Regions from separate parts of the Mus musculus genome. Here region 1 is linked to region 2. Evidence: chromatin contacts called from public promoter capture Hi-C data. All regions are on one chromosome and are shown on one strand. Each heading gives the region's core, a stretch centred on a gene start, on an enhancer-like site or on the middle of the called end of the contact. The rest is flanking DNA. Distances are from core to core; before and after follow the strand shown.

Region 1 (6,810 bases), core at 4,177-6,676, 4.2 Mb before region 2:
AGGGAGACCCAGGCTCGGACCGAACAATAAGCACCCTCGAGATCCGAGCACCGGGGACCCCCCTCCCGCCCCTCCCGAGTCGCTGGAATCCTCCGGAGCCGCGAGCACTGGCCGAGCCGGCTCCGCAGGGGAGGGAGGGAGGGAGCCGCGGGGGGATCCCCACTCTGGAGCCCCATGCTCCTCACCCTTCAGATCCCTCTATTTTTTTAACTCCCTCCCTCTCCCCCCAAAATTGAATATTGCCTTTTATACACGTTTTGTTCCTATGATCCAATTATGTCGTCGTAAATTTGGGCGCACACAGCCTCTAAGCCTTTTAGTGGACAGTTTTACGAGCCATTGATGCCTGGATCGTAAAATTTATGGCCGCAGGTTTTTTTTCTTTATTTGCCCCGCATGGCCTATAAAACCCAGGCGGACCCGAGCGCGCAAAATGAAGTCCTAAAGTTTACCGTGGCTCATGTGCAGTTTGGTCATCCACGGGTAAATCTGTGGCGGGGCCGGTGGCTGGCTCAGTCCGGCAGGCTGCCCTGTCTGCGCCTGCTCCTCTTTGATCTCCCCACTGCTCTTAGCTCGCTCCTCCAGCGCCGGGCGAGCCGCCTTCTGACTGTACATCCCAGGGTTCAGAGGAGCCGCTTCGTCTCTGCCCAGAGCGTGTCCCGGAGCGGCCGCGGCGCTGCAGGCGGGGCGGTCGGGGTGAGCCCGGGGGTTGGCAGCCATGTCTACCCCGTGGAGAGAGTTGGAAGGCGCAGGCGGTGGGAAAGTGATGCTTAAGTCCAATCCGCCGTAGCAGTACCTGGATGCCTGCACCTCTGAGGCCGATCCATAGTTCCCACAAGTTTGCATGTTATAGGCAGGGATATTGGGGCTCTGCTTATAGAATGAATTGGCTACGTAGGAGCTCATGGCGGGGAGGGCCCAAAAAAAATTTCTGCACCCTTTTTGATTAAGGGTGATTTGTGACTCTTTGAAGTTGAGGGGGTTTTTGTTCTCCAAAGTGCACAATTTATAGGTGGAGATATCTCTTTCTTTATCCTATGCGCTCTTCCCAAATAAGGGAGCCTTAAATAGAGTCACGTGACTGGAGCGGCCACTCATAAATTTGGCTTGATGACCTCCGGGAGGTTAGTGATGGAAGCCGGCGAAACGCATCTTGATATGTTGGCAAAGCCCGGGGGTTGGGGGGGGGGGGATGAAAGAGAAAGAGAAGCAAGGGGGAGGAAAAAAAAATGGTTCTTGGAATTGGGGGGTAGTCGGGACAACGAGCTCACAGCGACACCTGGTGCCGACTCGGAGGAATTTCATCTTGTAGCATCGCTTGGCCTTCTAGCAGTCAGTTTGTGGAGAAGTTGTTGCTTGTTGGACAAACTAACCCATTGAGCTTGTCTTTAAAATTCTGCTTAAAATTGAGAAAGGATGAGGCCTTATTTATGAATTACACCGGTGGTTTTTGAAACGAATAGTGCCAGTTCCCTACCTCCAGAGCCTTCCAAACTTCAATGATGACTGAGAAAGAGAGTTGGGGTAGCTAAAGCCCAGCGTGGAGAGCCAGGAGGACATATCTTGGGTTACCTAAACTAAAGGTCAAGGTCTCTTGCTTGGGAGGATTGAACTCAGTTTTGATAAAGAGAAGCTTGTCTTGTATGCTTGGAAAAATTAACCTCTGGGAGGTAGGCAGGATACCCAAGAGGAGAGAGGGTTCCTGAATGAGCAGAAGCAGCAGACAGGTCCTGAGGCTGAGAGTCCTAGGTACTCTCTGGGATGTGACTGGAGGTGAGGGGCCAGGTGAACTTGGGTAGACTTCACAATGTTAGGAACCCTAACATGTTGCAAGAGGCAACATTCCTATGCATGTAACTAGACACAATGAACTGGAGGGCCCTTCTACAGCTCTGTGTGGTCTTCATGTGGTACCATGAGAATGCCAGATATTTCAGATGACCCCCAAGAGCATAGAGGGGCAAGATTGAAACCTCCACAAATATTATGAGCAAGGCAGAGATAAAAGTCTGCTTTTGTTCTTTTAGAGGTAAGCTCTTAGCCCAGGTTTCAAGATAGAAGGCTCATGGGGAGGTGGGTGGGCAGGCAGGGAGTCGGGCAACCCAGACACAGTCTTTGGCCAGGGTTTCTTCAACCTTTGGGTCCTATCCCCTTTCTTAGTCCCAGACCCTACTCTTTACTGCCCACATTTCCTCAGGAACTGAGGAACTCTCAGTCTCTGCCAGAACTCTCCCCCCAACCCCCGCTGGCCGAGGATCTGGAGGAGGGGGGCGGTGGCAGGGACCTGGAGAGTCTGGAAAACTCAGACCGATTTTTCCCCCTCCGGGAGACCTCCCACCCACACTTCTTCCCCTAGGCCCACTCAGGTTTCTATGCTGAGCCTTGGGGAAAGAAGGCTGGATCTGAAAAAGGGTTAGGGTCCTACTGTGCCCCTCATGCGCCAGGTTTGAGGAGAGAAGAGGCAGGAACCAGATAGGCTGGGCTGTAAGGAAGAAGGACTTTTGTCTGGCGGGTCAGGAGTCTCAGAACAGGCCAGAACTCAGTTTCCAGTCTTTCTCTTTCCAGTCGTCCTTGGATCGCTCAGTCTCTGCGGACGGACTCCTGAGGTCCTTGGATTGCCAGGGAGCCTCAGCCAGGTTTCACAACAGCCGGCCTGGCGGGCTGGAGGCATGCTTGCTAGTTCTCCTTCTCCCCATTCTGCTGGCAGTGGGTGGGAGCGACCCTAGTGCTCGGATCAGGCTCCTTTTCTTGCATTTTGGGCTCAGGGCTCAGAAGCCGAAGATCCCTGGCTGCTACAGGCAGGAAGAAAGGCCCGCGTGGGGCTTGGAGCCCAACCCGGCTCACTCAAGCTTCCCCGCCCCCAGCGAAAGTCCAGGCGGCCCCTTTCCTCTTTTTCTTTTCCGGGGTGTGTGCTGTTCCGTGTAGGGAGGGTCCCAGAGGCCTCTCAGAACCCCATCTCGGTCAGGAGAACCCGGAGACAGAGGCTCAGCGCCTGGCTGCAGGGCAGGCGAGTGCGGAGGGCTGGGGGCTTTGCAAGCTGCAGGCCGCGCGAGAGCTCTGCTGGCAAGCCAGCGGGCGGGAGAAAGAGCAGACAGGCGGATTATAAACTTTTAAAAATAATATCAGTTTTATTAAATATTCGAGAACGGATCCAGAGGTCGGATTTATACAGGAGGATAACACGTAGGGGGTTATTTCTTTATTTATTTTCTCCTACTGGCTAAACAAACGTCATTCACTTTTTTTCTCTTTTTGTTATTTTCCCTCTTTTTTTTTTAAATCCTTTTTTAAATGAGATAGGAACACTGACGGTGCTAAACATAAATATAAATACAGAGACCACAAATACAGCTAGAAATATTCACACAGAAACGGTCACAGTTCGAAATATGCCATAATGACCCCCAGGAATCTTTAAATACAATTTGCCTGGACTGGGCATTTGCTGGGGCAGAGGGACCGGGCAGGGACTGGGGAGAGGCCCTGGGGGTTGTTGCAGGGCCAAGGCGCGCCCTCCTGAGGCCTCCTGCCCTCCGGCTGTCAGGCCGGGCCCTGAGGCCCCCGAGTGGAGGCCCCAGGCCCTGGAGCCAGCTCTCTGCGCCGGAGGGCGGGGGTGAAGGGCGTCGGGGGTGGGGAGGGAGCCTAGGGCTCACTTGGAGAGACATCTGAGGAGTCTGAAGCGAGGTTCAGGTCTCCTAGGCCTAGGCGAGGGAAGGGGCCTGCAGACAAGCCAGGAAGAAGCTAGCGAGGGAGCTAGAGGAAGAGACGAGTGAAGAGTTGTGCAGTGAGGGAGGGGGTCCAAAGCTGACTTTTAGGTCCACGTCTGACTCCCTGTTTTGTTTTAGGAAGTCACAACACATCATTGTGCCAGAGATAAATACAGAGTGTGTGATTCGGGGAGCTGGGATGAGCAAGGGAGAAGAGAGGGGTGCAAGGACAGTCCTGGTCACTCTTTCTGCTTCTCTTCTTCTGTCTCTTCTCGCTTTTCCTCTTTTCCTCCCAGGCTGTCGGCGGTTGCCCCTCCGCCACCCCCTGAGAGTGTGGACGTGAGATTAGATTCTTTTTTCCACTTCATGCGGCGGTTCTGGAACCAGATTTTGATCTGTCGCTCGGTCAGGCACAGAGCATTGGCGATCTCGATGCGCCGGCGCCGAGTTAGGTAGCGGTTGAAGTGAAATTCCTTCTCCAGTTCCAGGGTCTGGTACCGAGAGTAGATCTGGCGGCCGCGCCTCCGGTCCGCTCCGTAACCGACCCCTAGAGATCCAGGCACAAAACACACTAAAAACAATCAGCAAGGCGTCCTCTGCAGACATTTTCGTCTAGCAAAGTCCAGACCCTCTCAACTTGGCCCACAGCTCGCAGCCCCTTCGGGCTTTAGCTTTCTCCCTTTTGCCCTGCCCCACCCCCACTGGGGGGACAGCCAGAACCCCAACTTCATTCAGTTCTCCCACGAGGTGGGAGAAGTGTGTCCCAAAGAAAGCTGGGGGGCGGGGCAAAAACAGGCAGAAAGCTGGCTGTCTAAAAGCTGATTTTTAAAAAAAAAGTACCAACTACTGGGGATAAGGACCCCATCTCTCAAGGATTGGGCTCCCCCACCTTCCCCAACACTCTAGATCCCTGGAAAGTTCTCCCCACTTCTTTGCCCTTTCCTAACTCCCTTCCTTTTCTCCGGCCTAACTAGACTTTGGGGGGCTCCTCCACCTTCTGTCCCCTCCCCTCATTCCCTGCCCTGTTTCTACCCCCTCAGCTCCTCTTGGAGCCCTCCAATCCGTCAGGGACCGAGGGGGCCAGGCCCTTGCGAGCCAGCGCGGAAGGCGAGCAGAGGGGGCTGAAGAGGGGGCCCTGTCTCGGTGTCGGCGAGGAGACGAGCGTGATTGTTTTTATGGGGCCATAAAAAACTCTCTCCGCCCGTTCTTCTAGGGAAGCCGGTCATAAAGCCAGTTCAGTTTATTTAATTTATATCTCGGAGCTGTAAAACTCACCACTGTGCGAATTCATTCGCTGCATCCAGGGGTAAATCTGGATACTGGCTTTCTGGTCCTGGGGCGCAGTCCTGCCCTGCTCAGAACTAAAATCCTGAGCGATTGAGGTCTGTGTGTTATGTCCTAAGGTGTTTTGTCTGCAGTTTGAGAGCATGTCTTTCTCCTGGTAAAAGGAATTAGATCCATAGTCATACGGCCCCCGGCTGGAACTGAACACGACATTCTCCTGTGGCGAATAAAAGGGAGTCGAGTAGATCCGGTTCTGAGCTACGGCTGCTCCATAGGTCGAGAAATGCCTCACTGGATCATAGGCGGTGGAATTGAGGGCGACGTTGGGGAGGACGTCCTGGCCCCCGGCGAGGTGGCAGGATAAGGAAGGGTTAGTGAAGTAGGAATTCATCCCTTTGCCTTTACCTGGTCGGGCTATGATTTCTTTAATATTTATTTCTGTCTCCAGTTTGTACTCGGAACTAGATGGTTATAGGGACGGCTCCAATCCAGGACAGACAAAATGACAAAGTCAGCTGACCCCCTTCCAGCCAATCGCAAGCCAGATGTCAAGAAAGGGGAAAAAAATCGCTTCTGCTTCTGTTGATTCCCTAGTTGAGACTAAGTATGTGCTTTGAAAGTAAGACTTAGATTTCTTTTAAGAATATATGTATGTGGTGTGTATATATACACACCACACACATATATATGAACTGGTTGGGGGTGGGGTGAAGGTCTATGAGCAGGGCCTTGTTCCCAGCGGAAGGAAAGGTCTAGTCCCAGGAAATCTCCCCACCCCAGCTAACTTTGCTGTGCTGTGGCAGAGTGATCCTTGTTTTCAGACCCATTTCATCTATTGTATCTAAAATTAAATTCTGGGTGCTTCATTTGAGGAGATCCTTCCCAGTAGAAAGAGGGTCCCAGAAATTCTAGAAGATATTCTGGGCTTGACACTCATAAAGCGAGTCCCCATCACTAGACAGCATATTTTTTTCCAATATTTTTTTTAAATCAAAAGGAAAAGGAAATTTCCTGAAACATGGTGCACAGAGGAAGGCAGTGTGGGAGACAAACAGATCTACAGGGGGTGGATGAGACTGCAGAGCACAGTGAGGATCCTGAAGTGTGTGCATCTTTTCTCTTTTGCCTCCTAACCTTGTGCTCCTCCCCAGGACCTACCTTTTGGGGAAACTTTTATAATATTTTTACTTCAAAGAAAGCATTATAATAATACACACACAGAGAGAGAGAGAGGGGAGAGAGAGAGAGAGAGAGAGAGAGAGAGAGAGAGAGAGAGAGAGAGAGAGACTGAGATTCTTTTTAAAGAAATCAACTCCTGTTTGTGTTGGTGAGAATTTATGATTTGGAACCAGCTCAGGCCAGGCCAGTGGTATAATTCACATAGGATGCATCCCGAAAGAGGAAATTTGGTGGTACTCCAATGAATAGATACCTCCCAACACACTCAAGCTCCAGTTCAGATCAGAAGACCCTGTCTGCTCTGGATTCACTGCCCTGCCAAAGGAGGTGCCCCTGGACCTGAGTTGTAAGGCTGGAAGACCCCAGGAAAGGTATTCCTGAGGATCACTTGGTCTCTTGCCTCAGCCAGTCACCACTGGAGTCTCCATTACCTCCATTTTCTCCCCCACCTTGAGGCTGAGAAAAGGGAGGAGGGAATTAGGAAATAGCAGTTTTGTAGATGCTTCAGCGACAGAGAGAGCTGCAGTGAGTGAACAGCAGAAGGTGTGCAGCTGGGGTTTCCCTCTGATTAATCCAAGCAGAATTTGATATCGACATAGACTGGAAATGCTTGGAGCTGACAAAGAGAAGATGGTGAGGT
Region 2 (6,941 bases), core at 3,459-5,958:
CAGCACAGAGACTCAGTGTGGCCCAGTGCCACACTGGTAAAGTCACTCACCAGCTTAGTTACCAGAGTCCTCTGACCTCCTCCGTGTGCACAACATGGCATGTGCACCAACACACACATATGACGACTATGATGATGACGACGACATCATGCATACACATAAATATGATGTTTTAAGGCCAAGCTGGCAGCCAAGCATGGAGGGATATTCCTTTTGTTCCAGCATTTGGGAGGTAGAGGCAGAGAGGGAGGGAGAGAGCTCTGGAGTTTCAGGCTAGCCTGGTCTAAATACAGAGCAACTACATAGTGAAATCATGTCTATTTAAAAAAAAAAAAGAAAAGAAAGCCAGGCAGTGGTGGCCCACACCTTTAACCCCACCACTCTGGAGGCAGACACAGGTGGATCTCAGGTGGAGTTCAAGGCTAGCCAGGACTACACAGAGAAACCCAGTCTTGGAAAAACCAAAAAAAAAAAAAAAAAAATTAAAACTAGCATTTAGGGCTGGAGAGATGGCTCAGCGGTTAAGAGCACTGACTGCTCTTCCAAAGGTCCTGAGTTCAATTCCCAGCAACCACATGGTGGCTCACACCTATCCGTAACGAGATCTGGCGCCCTCTTCTGGAGTGTCTGAAGACAGCTACAGTGTACTTACATATAATAATAATAATTAAAAAAAAAAAACAAAAACAAACTAGCATTTAAACTGAAACCGTCTGGTTCTGGTTTCATGTCTTCCTACCTTCACACCAGACTCCTGTCCTCTCTCATCTCTGCTGACTTGTTCCCACCTCACTTCCCACAGTTACGCTCCCTTACTTTCTCTATTTGGACCATAGTTAGCTAAGGCCCATGCAAATTTCCCTAACATGTCAGGTCTCTGGAAAGTGGCAAACGGAGGAGAATCTTTGGGCAGAGAGATGCTAATGTCATCGGCGTTTCTGAGTGGAGGTTGAGTTGTTTGGATAATGCTGGGCCGGTAGTCTTTTTGAACCCACAATTCCCTTGCCTTTCCTCTAAGGTAGAGGGTACATCATGGAGGAACAGCAGAGCTGGGGTCAACCCACCAGACCTATCATCTGTGCTGAGAGTGATACCCAACACCTGACGGACGGAGGACCTGCAGGCTCTGTTCCCTTCTACAGCAGCTTTGCCGATAGGGGTTAGCATCCAAGCCAGGAGCAGGTCCTGAGTAATTCCCTGGCTTTCCCTTCTCCTGCCAAGCCTTCAGAAGAACCTGGGCCACGCTAGTTTTCACAAAGCGGGCTTTCTGATGGAACACAGGGAACACATCAGGGCGCTTGTTAGAGGTCAGCTCTCAGTGCTTGGGCCCCCTCTCCATCCACATCTTTGCTCTCAGCACATTCCCAAGCTTGGGGGAGGGAGGCCTCCAAATGATTATAATTAGAGCATGTTTGTGTGTGTGGAGAGGGTGGAAAGGACAAATGTCTCCTTGTGTCACATTCCTTCATCAAGGAGGACTTGTCCAGGGAGGAGGCAAGACTTTAAAAGCTGTGGGATTCTGTTGGGCCCTGGCAGTGCCTGCAAGCCATCCTCAGGGCAGCCAGGAGGTAGGTGGAATCATGGCATGGGGTGGGGGTTGAGGAGTGGCAGGGGAGGGACAGCAGAACAGGTCAGGTTCTACTTTGCTGTTTCTCAATGAGTGTGACCTATAACAATTCTTTGGTCCCTGTCCCCTTAAAAAGAAGGCTCTGTATCCAAATGCTCCTTGTACTTCTATGAAAAACCAACTTTTGTCTCTCCCATTTACCCCACCAAGTCTCAGCTCCTGGGAAGCAGCTGAGGAAAATGGGGATAGACACACTTTGCAAGCCCACAGGCTTCTGTTCCTAAAGTCAGGAGCAGCAAATGGTCCCTTCTTCCTCAGGAGCCATTGCCACCCTCTCATCCCGCTCCCTACACTTCTCCCCTCCCCTGAGCTGCTGCTATGGTTGCCAGGCATGGTTGCTAAGTCTCTGCATGGAAGGTTGGCGTGGGCTGTGCTGCCACTAACATTACCATGGTGAATCAGGGGACACCTGGTACAGGCATAGGGGGAGGGATCCCGAGGATGCAAGCAGCAACCCCCCAGAATCGAGTGAGTCCAAAAGGTGAGCTGCACCACACCATGCCAGTCAAGTGAACTAGAGCCCCGACCTAGGAAAGAAAGGCCACTTTTATCTTTTCTGTTGCTAGGGGATTTGGCTGTGCCACAGGAGCACTCTAGTCCATCCCCCTCTGTTAGGGTACAAATGTATTTAAGCACTCTATCTGCACCCCACATAAGGCTTGGAAGAGCTGTGTGGGCACGGAACTGTGTAACCCTAGAATCCTGGCTTCTGGGTTAGGGGAGCTAGCCTGCTGCTCAGGGAAGGCTCTGTGGGTGCCCAAGGACACCCATATTTAGAGTAGGAGTCGTCCTGCTGTTTGGTGGCCAGGATAGATGGAGTTCCGCCTCAGCAGAGAAAGCTGAGGCATACAGGTGCACCTTTCTGAGGTCTTGGGGGAGCAGCTCTCCCCCAGAGTCGCACAAAAGCTTCCTGAAAGCGGCACCTCTTCTCTGTACTGCTTAGGAACTGGTTACTCATCTCAGCTGCACCCGAATGCCACCGACACTAAAAATAGCCCGCTCCCCCCAGCTGTGGGCCAGCCTCTCTTGCACCCCAACCCCATGGAAACCAGCAGCGAGTGGCAGGCAGAGACCTTGAGTTCTGTTCTCACCACTCCCTGTCGGAGAAAGGAGTCTGGGCGAGCAGGCAGGAATAGAGAGAGCACTGGTGGTCAGGCAACCTGACAAGCAGGAAAGCAAAGGGTTAAAACTTCGGGAAGGATGAAGAAATGGGGGCTGGAGGAGAGGGCACCGTAAGCTTGGCAAGAATCAGAAGTCTCTCCCCGCCCACTCGCAGGTCCCATTAGGCTTGGGGGACCTGAGCAGTGAGTGGGAAGGGGCGTCCAATCCCAGGCCCCAGGGGGCGGCCGTGCACATGGGGGAGGAAGCAGCGCGGAGCCGTCCACGGCGGCGTGTCACATGCGCGCGCGCTCGCGCGCTAGCACACACTCACACACGCACAGACAGGCACACACGTGTGCCCGGGTATATATAGTTGCCAGTCCCTGGGCCTGCCGCTCTGCAGTGGGCGCCGGCTCCCTGGGTTGGGAGGGGGCTCACGGGGCGGGTGGGAGGGTGGGGGGCCGGGGTGGGGTGGGGCAGGATGCTGGATGGCCCGTTATTCTCCGAGGGGCCCGACAGCCCCCGGGAGCTCCAGGATGAGGAGTCCGGCAGCTGCCTCTGGGTGCAGAAGTCCAAGCTGTTGGTGATTGAAGTGAAGACTATTTCCTGTCATTATAGTCGTCGCGCTCCTTCTCGACAGTCCATGGACATCCAGGCCAGCTACTGGGCCCGTGGGCCCCAGAGCCGCACGTGAGTGAAGGAGGGGTGAGGGGCAGCAAGTGGTGGGGCGGGAAGTGGGGTCCAGACCTCCCCGCTGGCACCAGCAATTGCTGCTGTTCCCTTCTCTTTCCCGCGCCTCCCTCCCCCCACTCGTCGAGGACTGGGGCCTGAATCATTGAGCGCTGTTTAGGGGGACAGGAGTACTAGTGGCAGGCGGTGAGATGGGGGCAGTCGCTGTTAAAGTGTGCATGGAGAGATGGCGAGGAGTCTCATTTCGACTTTAGCCCTAACATATACGCACGTGCACTCGCTCAGACACTCACACGAACCCTCCCACATGGCTGCCCCAAGTGGTCTCCAGTGCTCCCAGCTCCCCGGACCTCGGCTCTCTGTCCCCGCAAACTGCTCACCTGGGTTCCTGCTCATTGTCCCAGGTGTAGGCTGCGCCCGGGATCCCCTGAGCCGCCACCCCGCCGACCCTGGGCCTCCAGGGTGCTGCAGGAGGCAACCAACTGGCGGGCGGGCCCCCCCGCCGAGGTCCGAGCCCGGGAACAAGAGAAAAGAAAGGCGGCGTCGCAGGAGCGGGAGGCCAAGGAGACCGAGAGAAAAAGGCGCAAGGCTGGCGGGGCCCGACGGAGTCCCCTAGGTCAGCCCCGCCCAGAGCCCCGGAACGCCCTTCGGGCAGCCCAACCTACAGGGTTTCCAGTTTTCTCCAGACCAGAGCGCTTCGGGCAGGTGGGGCGAGCGCCCCGACCATCCGTGCTCCCGCAGGGTGACCCAGGGGTTGCATGGGCGGGGCCATGGGGAGGCAGAAGGCCAGGGCCCCCTAGCTACGAGGCTCACCTGCTGTTGAGAGGCTCTGCAGGCACAGCCCCAAGGCGCCGCTGGGACCGGCCGCCACCCTATGTGGCTCCACCTTCTTATGAAGGTCCCCACAGGACCCTGGGGACTAAGCGAGGCCCGGAGCTCTCCCGGGCGCCCACCTCATCAGCCCCAGTTCCAGCCACCACCAGGACAGAGGGAGGGCGCACGAAGAAGAGGCTGGATCCTCGAATCTACCGGGATGTTCTAGGAGCTTGGGGTCTCAGACAGGGACGGGGACTCTTAGGAGGTGCTCCAGGCTGTACAGCAGCCAGAGCTAGGCCAGAGTCTTGCAAAGGGGCTATAGAGAAAAGCTCAGGCCTAGTTGCTGCTGGCCTGAACAGTGCTGGCGATAGTCATTCCCAAGGCAAAACGACTGGCGGTCCAGGCACGGACGCAGCTCTCTCTAGGTCCGCGATCAGCAGCCCACCTCGTCCTGTTCCCAGGTCCAGGCAGCACCTCAGGGGGTCAAGGAAAGGGAAAGAAGGAAGTGAGCAGATATGGCTTCCCACGTGTTGGCTTGCCTCCCCTAAAAAGCCTCCAGTTAGGCACAGCCAGACGCTCCCTAGACCCTGGGCTCCTGGAGGCACCGGGTGGAAAGAGTCCCTGGGTCAAAGAGAGGGGGCAGAACATGAGACCCTGGAAGTTTGGAAGGTGACCCGCCGTGCCCACACCCTGCCCCGCATTTCCCGAGGTCCCGCTGGTAGAGAAGGCATCTTTGTCATTGACGCCACATGCGTGGTGATAAAGTCCCAGTACGTTCCGACCCCTCGAACCCAGCAGGGTCAGCTCGTGCCCTCTGGGGAGTCGTGCAGTGTGAGCGACAGCCTTAGTCAACCCAAGCCCTGTCACGAGGAGGAGGGCGAGGGGGCCGCTGCCAACCCTTCAGTTTGCCAAAAGCGACTGTTGAGCAGTCGAGTCTTAAACCAACCGAGCGAGGGTCGCGAGTGCGAGGCCGAGGTCGGACAGCAGGGGGATTCTTCATTGGAGGAGCGCTCCTCCAGCGGTTTGGGGTTCCCTGTCGGAGAAGTGAACCCGCGAGACGCCCCCACGCAGCCAGGTAGCCAAGAGCACCCGACCTTAGGCCCAGCGGCTCCGGTATGCGCCGGCAGCTTGAAGGGCTCAGAAGCGGCTGGTGTCCCGCGGCGCGCGGGCGGGGGCTGGGCGCGGACTCCAGGGCCCTACGCCGGGGCGTTGCGAGAAGCCGTGTCCCGCATCCGCCGCCACACCGCCCCAGATTCGGACTCAGACGAAGCGGAGGATCTCAGCGTCCATAGCGGCTCCTCTGATGGAAGCGACACAGACGCCCCAGGCGCCTCCTGGCGGAATGAGAGGACCCTGCCTGCGCTTGGGAACACCCGGCCCAGGGAAGGCGGGAAGACAGCAGGGCTGAGCGACAGTATCCGGGAGATTGTGGATGTCATCAGTCAAACCGAGGAAGGCTTCATCCGAGAGGACACCAGGAAAACGCCACAGGGAAATAGAGAGAGGGAGTGAGCGATGCCCCTCTTTGTTCTCGTGTCGCTCAGCCCATCCACCCTGGGCTCACCTGCTCCTTCTCTCTCTCCAGGCTTCGTTTGCTTCCTTTTCTTCTTTCCCACCTATACCTGTTCCCACACTTGAAACAGAGGAGAGAGGAGGAACCAGGGAAGGTAGCGTCTGCCAACTCAAGGGTTAGTTTCAGGGAAAGTGTGGGTGGGCCATCCACACCTGCTACATTCGGTGTGGAACTGTTCCGACAGAGAAAGAGAAGGGGCAGGGATGGTGCCTGCGATGGGCAGGGCAGGGTCCCTGACAGGAGAGAAAAAGTAATGGAGAGGCCTTGAACCTAGTGACTGAGTGGAGGAGACAGAGGAACTTTGGGCAGAGAAGAAATGAATGCATACACACAACCAGCAACCTGGCGAGAGGGCTCTCTTTGATGTTACAACTCAAGTTTCAATTCCAACTCTGCCACTGACCTAGCTGGTGGACCTCAGAGTAACTATTTTTGCGCCCGGGCATCCCGGACTTCTGTAAATGTAAAATGAGCGCTTTCTGCCTCCCATTCTTTTGTCCCTAGGATTTTGTGAATAAGCGAGTAGAGAGAATCTGAGGGTTCTTACCCACTTCGGTCATCCTCAGTTCGGAAGACTGTCAAGGTCTTCAGATTTAAACGGACAAAGGGCTTCTATTCCAATTTTCCCAGTTTAGGTGAGTGCTCCCACAGCCGAGCAGGATCATGGCCCTCTCACTGCCTCTAGCCTGCTGTGGCCCAAGCTGGAGAGGGAAGGTAGCCAATGAATCAGCTTGGGACACTTTTAGGCCTTCCCCTTCTCCTCCATCTCCGTGTCCTTAGTGACGCTCTGAAGTGTTACCGGGATTTTCCACGCAGACGGTATCGCCCACCGGATAGGACCTTGACAATTTCTGTGTCTCTCCAAGGAAAACAGCCAGGCAAGGAGGAAGGTGGATTTTTCAGCAGACGGTGCGGGGTGTGATACTCGCTGTAGCCACTACGGGGCGCGCGCAGGTCGCGGATTCCCCCGGTTGCTGGTGCTCGAGTGCCCCTACACCAGCACTGCCAGTTATCTGGATCCCTAGTTACCGGCGCCGGTTTCCTGCCTTGACACCTCCAAACCGCGCGCGGGGCCGGGAGCAGGCCTCCGGCCTCCCAGACTTCTGGGGCGCGCCGAGCCCTTCTTTGTATTAA

Evidence for each region. Promoter capture Hi-C pulls out the DNA fragments that hold promoters and counts their contacts.
Region 1: a promoter capture Hi-C map of embryonic stem cells shows a contact between it and region 2, with 6 read pairs. The contact joins the promoter of Hoxc6 here to the promoter of B130046B21Rik in region 2. A contact is called at or near these places in 2 of 39 promoter capture datasets (both in embryonic stem cells).

Annotation. Positions count from the first base shown.
Region 1 is chr15:103,008,178-103,014,987 of GRCm38.p6, reverse strand. It overlaps Hoxc6 (homeobox C6), which reads right to left and starts at 5,426. Exons shown (of 2, transcript NM_010465.2): 1 at 4,983-5,426; 2 at 3,107-4,254. The coding sequence starts at 5,382. The coding sequence ends at 3,947. Hoxc5 (homeobox C5) reads right to left here and starts at 980. Exons shown (of 2, transcript NM_175730.5): 1 at 453-980. The coding sequence starts at 906. Mir615 (microRNA 615) reads right to left here and starts at 78; the gene lies at 1-78.
Region 2 is chr15:98,804,082-98,811,022 of GRCm38.p6, reverse strand. B130046B21Rik (a long non-coding RNA gene) reads right to left here and starts at 4,708. Exons shown (of 3, transcript XR_003951472.1): 1 at 3,799-4,708; 2 at 2,701-2,787; 3 at 643-2,154. It overlaps Ddn (dendrin), which reads left to right and starts at 3,098. Exons shown (of 2, transcript NM_001013741.1): 1 at 3,098-3,418; 2 at 3,823-6,941. The coding sequence starts at 3,210. The coding sequence ends at 5,746.